Regions from separate parts of the Mus musculus genome. Here region 1 is linked to region 2. Evidence: chromatin contacts called from public Micro-C data. All regions are on one chromosome and are shown on one strand. Each heading gives the region's core, a stretch centred on a gene start, on an enhancer-like site or on the middle of the called end of the contact. The rest is flanking DNA. Distances are from core to core; before and after follow the strand shown.

Region 1 (2,700 bases), core at 73-2,572, 72 kb after region 2:
ACACAGGATGTTACAAAGTAACTTTTAAATTACTAGAATAATAATTCTCTGATTAGTATTTTTGCTATATAGGCATGTTTCTGCTTCTAAGGCAATTACTTATTAATTAATTCAACTAATATTTATTGAGTCTTCCCTATATTAAGCTCTACATTAGAAATCCTGTAAAGAGATGAATATGGCAAACCTGTGTATTTAAACTGGGGAGAAATATTTTAAATAAGCAAAAATATGATGTTAAAATATATTGTCATATAAATTCATATAAATTGTTAGAAGAATACAGCAGAAGAGAGAACTAATTCTTGCCTGAGATTTGAGCCACCTCACTCTTGAGCCAAAGGCAATTATACAGAGAACAACAAACAAGCAAACAGTAAAATCCTGAAACAAAACTCTATTAAATTTATGTTTTAAAAATGTTTTATGTAATATTTTTTCTCTTGGGCATGTAGGGATGATACCACAAGAGAGATAACTGTGAAATCCAACAAATAAAATAGGATAGTGCAATTCTGACAGATGGAATCACTGTCTTATGATCCTATACTTCTAAGCATTGGATTTTTCAGATCCTGTTAGGCAATGACTACCAGAGGAAACTTATGCCATATACATAGAACTTAAGGGATTTAATAGAATCACTTACTCATCTTTAATAATCATAATAAGGTAACTATATGGAATCAGATTCTAGGTTAGTATTTTCTGTTTTTTTAATAATTTATTTTTATTTTATGTTCATTGATGTTTTGCTTGCATGTATGTCTGGTTACAGACAGTTGTGAGCTGCCATGTTGTTGCTGGAAATCGAACCCAGGTCTTCTGGAAGAGCAGCCAGTGCTCTTAAGCACTGACCCACCTCTCCAGTCCTGTTTTAAAAAATAATAGTATTTTAAAATTTATACTTGAATGATATTGGGCACACACCTTTACAAAATTTAGATGACAGGGATTGATAGATCCATGTACATTCTATGCAGATATTTTACCACTGAGTTACAATCCTTAATCCTTGAGGTTGCAAATATTGTGTATTCATGTTCTAAAGAGTGTTTTTAGAATTGTAACACACAAAAAACCTCTTCTTTAGCCTTTTTAGAAAATCAACTACAACAGAAAGAACAAGCAGGATTTCCTCTATAACTAATATTGACTTAACTTTACAGGGTCCCAAACTTGAATGCCTCTGTTTATTCATGAAATAGAGCCAGGCTATTGGTCCATTTGGATTCTCTTCCAACTTTTGCAGTTCAGACTGTTCAGCCAGTTTAACTCTTGGCCTCTCAGGTGAATTGACTTACAAATGTTATAGAAAAGGCCAGAGTGCTGTTATGAAAGAAACCCAGGCCCTGGAACACAGCCCAGTAGATTAGAGTTGCTCAGCAAAAGAGTTTGCACTAGCTACACTTGGGAGTTACCCTTCGTTTTCTTTCTTTCTTTCTTTTTTTTTTTTTTTTTTGCCTTTGTCTCAGACCATCTGGATGTCAAAAGTGCTAATAAGCAACTGACTCACTGGTAGAATAAATCCAATCTGTTGATTCTGTTCTGGAAAGCTCTGTAATGAAAGAAGTACTGGCAACAGAGTAGTAGAGCAATTTCCCAAGGTTTGAGGTCATATGTCTAGTTATGAGATGGCATATTGATATGAGTGGGCACTAGGGAGCATACATACACACACACATTAACGAAAGAAACCATGTTTAGATCCTGACCAACAATCCCTTTTTTTGGCTCTCTTAAAATTAGCCAATGTGCCAAGAAGTGGGAGTGCGTGGGTAGGGGAGTGGGTGTGGGAGGGTATGGGGGACTTTGGGATAGCATTGGAAATGTAAATGAAGAAATACCTAATAAATAAATAAATTAAAAAGAAAAGAAAAGAAAAAGATTAGCCAATGTGGATTTCTTCTTAGAGACCTCGGGTTTTTTTTTCATAGCTCTCCCTGTGACAATTACTGGGAAAATTTTATGAGACCTGGCAGTTCCCTGAGAGTTATCAAAATAATTTAAAATTTGACCACTAAGCTAATGCAGAGGACAGAAACACTGAGTCCTCTCAAGTCAGAGCATAGAAGAATAATGATGCCTTAATGAGTCATCTTAACGAGGACTAGGCATGCATGTGTCCTATCACCTTATATAATTCCTTTTAATTTTCTTGTACTGGCTCTTACACTGACCATGCCAAAAAAACCAATGTGAACACATTCATTAGAGATGGAAAATTTTAGGGAGTTGGGAGAGACAGGGATTCTCTGTGTAGCCCTGGCTGTTCTGGAACTCACCCTATAGACCAAGCTAGTCTCGAAGTAAAGATACCTGCCTCCCTCTAGCTCCTGAGAGCTGGGATTAAAGGTACATGCCAAGCTGCGGAGCCAGGAGTTTACATACTCAGGCCAGCCTTAAACTCTATATTATTCTGCCTTGACCTATTAAATGCTAGTTTATTTATTATATATAGAAACAGGCATTTAGGTGACAAAAAACATCACTTTGTGGGCTGGCTAGTGTATATTGTATTCATATACTTTATTTAAAAACTGTACATACTTTTATTATTACTAAAAAGCACTTATAAATAATTTCAACTGGGAGATCTTATAAAATCATCTTTAAAAAAGCAAAGCTGGTTGTGAATTAATGGGATCATGGCAACTACTGTTTTGCCTCATTAAGATAAATGTCTATTTCTATAAGTAA
Region 2 (2,700 bases), core at 120-2,619:
AGAAAGACAAGAAACAACTTTCTGGTTTCTAGATCAGAGTCCATGAGCAAAGGGGAGCATTGCAAAGTGTTTGGTTTTATAGATCTCGAAGAGGAGAGTTCTCAGAAGAAAGGAAAGAGAAATAAAAAAGAAACATAAATTAGAGCTGTAAAGAACGGAGCTTAAAGACACTACTTAGGGAAGGAAGAATTTAAAAAGATCGTTGAGGTGAAAAGGAAGTATCTAAAAAAAATAAAAATAGCTCTCCCTTTGCTGATTTGCCGCATTCGGCCTGGAGTGATGGGCGGCTGCTCTAAGCGGAACCTCTCAGCAGTCAACATAAAAGGCCACTCTGACACAGGCTTCTTTTTGTGGCTTCACAACTTGGTCTCTTCCTTTGACCCTCTCCGCCCCTCAGCTCTTGTCTTCAGCCTCCCTACATGCTCCTCTGTATAAATGCACCGAGTTGCCTTCTGCACCGTGACCCTGTCTCCTTGTGGTGGACAAAGATCATGAACACGGGGCCTGTGCATCCAGCCATGTTGTCTCTGGCTAGCCTGGGTAACACTCCTCCCAGTTGGAACCAGTCCTCAGGGCTCTTTCCTCTGAAAGACACAGTGCACTACAGGCGCTTGGGAAAGAGTCTGTCCCCAGGAGAGGTGCACTATCACTGCCTCGATGTCATGGTTCAGAGGTTCAGTGCACCCTTCTAGAAAATAAGCCCAGACCACCCACATGCCAAGAGCAGAAAGCACACCAGTTCTGCGTGTCAATGTCTGTTTTTCAGTTCCATAATTGCTTTCTCACTAAAAATTGATGCTATTTGGCTTGCAATGGGACAATAAAATACTAGCACCATAGAGGAAATGTGAGAAAAAAATGTTACAAAAGCAAAAAGGGAACCAAGTGTGGCTAGACGTCAGCCTTTCCTCTTAGCACGTCTGAAGATAAGCCCAGCTAAAGAGGAAGACTGGTAAAAAGGAGAAAAAAAGATTAAGTTGTCTAGTGTTGGTTATTCTTTTTAAAGAATTTTTTTTAAAAGTACACTTTAGCTTTGTGAAAAGAAATTTACTTTCCTTTCGTGGGAGAAAGCCAAACTCAGGAGACCATTCCCAGGGTCTAGTGTCTAAGTTGGCATAAAACATACAAGTTGATACATAACAAGTTTCCTCCCTTAAATAAAATGCTCTATTTTCTCTACTTTCTCCATCGCCATGAAGGCTTTTTTTTTTTTTAAGAGCATCATTGCATAAAATCCTTTGACCAAATTTCACAATGCTCGTCTTATGCTAATAAGTCTTTATTTAGTTTCAGTCTTTCCAAACAAGCCTGCAAGTTTCTGACGCAGCACACAGCACGTACTCCTCTGGTCTTCACTGTCCTCTGTCCCTTGACCCGCTATGGAAATCTAGTTCAATCTTTTCACTTACAAAGGTGAAAACAGACCCTGTGTCCAGGGAGCTTTTTTTTTTTTTTTTGGTTTTCGTGCGGGGTGGGGGAGGGTCAGTGTTCACAGAACTGTGCGAGCCTCTCTGACCCAGGAAGGAGACTGGCCACCAGCCAGCCTAGCTGCCTCAGGAGCACTTCAGTTTCCTTGTGGCTCTCACTGACACAGTCCCTGCCCAGCCGGCCTGTGACTATTTAGCAGGGGTTTGTGAGCTCTGATACCGCTTCCTAACTGTCCACACTCGCCTTTCCCACATCGTGGTGCCTCTTGGAAAGCGGGAACTCCGAGTCCTGCTAAGGTGAAAAGAGTTGGAGTCCTGACCGTGGAGCCCCTTAGGATTTTCTCCTTTCCTTGAGAAGAGGGCTGTTCATTTAAAAGGATGCCAACATGTTCTATGGGGAGTACGCAGAGAATTTAGCATGATTTTTGGCATCAGGGTGGCTGGTTTCCGTTCGTCAGGAGAATATGCTATCTTCATTGTGTAAATATCTCATAAGTGCTGTCGTTTGTTGTGCGTGTATTTCTAAGAACTGAACCCACCACTCAGCCACACTCCCATGGCCCACAAAAGCGTTTTAACTTATTTTTTAGGCAGGACTTTGCCAAATTGCCCAGGCTATCCTTGAATTCTGATCATCCTGGGATTCCAGGCTTGTGCCACTTCACTTCATATATAATGGAGGGTGTGTGTGTGTGTGTGTGGGGCATAGCTTACCTTTATCAATATTTTTACCATGTGAAAATAGATTCCAGAAATAATTAAATGCATTAAATTGCTTTAGGACTTGCAGCTAAAGTTTTTGAAATTATAAATTATCTCTCATTTTAAAAGAGACTCAGCCTGTCCTCATTTTTAAATCTTCTATAATATTACCCCCACCTACCAACCCCAGAGAGAGGGACTTGCTCTGTTTGTAGACCAGCCTGACCTTGAACTCATAATTCTCTTTTCTTGGCCTCCCAAGTGCTGGGCCTACGTAAGTGTGCCACTATGCCCTGTGACATTTCCTTTCAAAAGGCAAAGGACAGGGAGTATACAGTTGTAGAAGTGCCTTTAAAGGACAAGGGTAGATCCCTTGTTGTGTTTTTCTCATTTTTGTTCCTTTTGATGACTTGGGTGATAATCACTCAGTTGCAAGCTTTCTTTTGTTGCTAACATTACCTTAACCGTCTCCTCTCCTCTCTCATTTGGGGTTGTCCAGAACCCAGCCATCTAGCCCACTTTATCTTCCAAAAGCTGGCAATCAGCCTTACCTGAAAACAAAACAAGACAA

The links. Hi-C and Micro-C count contacts between places; a contact is called where the count stands out from the background.
Region 1: a Micro-C map of brown adipocytes shows a contact between it and region 2, with 5 times the contacts expected there. The contact joins two enhancer-like sites. A contact is called at or near these places in 1 of 15 datasets of contacts at CTCF or cohesin (large pre-B cells), 16 of 484 Hi-C or Micro-C datasets (3T3-L1-derived adipocytes, the AML12 cell line, B cells and 8 more) and 7 of 115 datasets of contacts at active chromatin or transcription factors (the HPC-7 cell line, heart atrium, liver and 2 more).

Annotation. Positions count from the first base shown.
Region 1 is chr7:114,362,874-114,365,573 of GRCm38.p6, forward strand. The region is part of intron 1 of 4933406I18Rik (RIKEN cDNA 4933406I18 gene); the gene reads right to left. Among named protein-coding and RNA genes, the nearest start is that of 4933406I18Rik, 51 kb to the right of the region's middle. Within about 2 kb of position 1,323, at least 9 of the 459 cell types and tissues checked have an H3K27ac peak or open chromatin away from gene starts, as enhancers often do. A contact at or near this core is called in brown adipocytes and liver, where this site is marked.
Region 2 is chr7:114,291,267-114,293,966 of GRCm38.p6, forward strand. No RefSeq gene overlaps it. Among named protein-coding and RNA genes, the nearest start is that of Psma1, 17 kb to the left of the region's middle. Within about 2 kb of position 1,370, at least 202 of the 459 cell types and tissues checked have an H3K27ac peak or open chromatin away from gene starts, as enhancers often do. A contact at or near this core is called in brown adipocytes and liver, where this site is marked.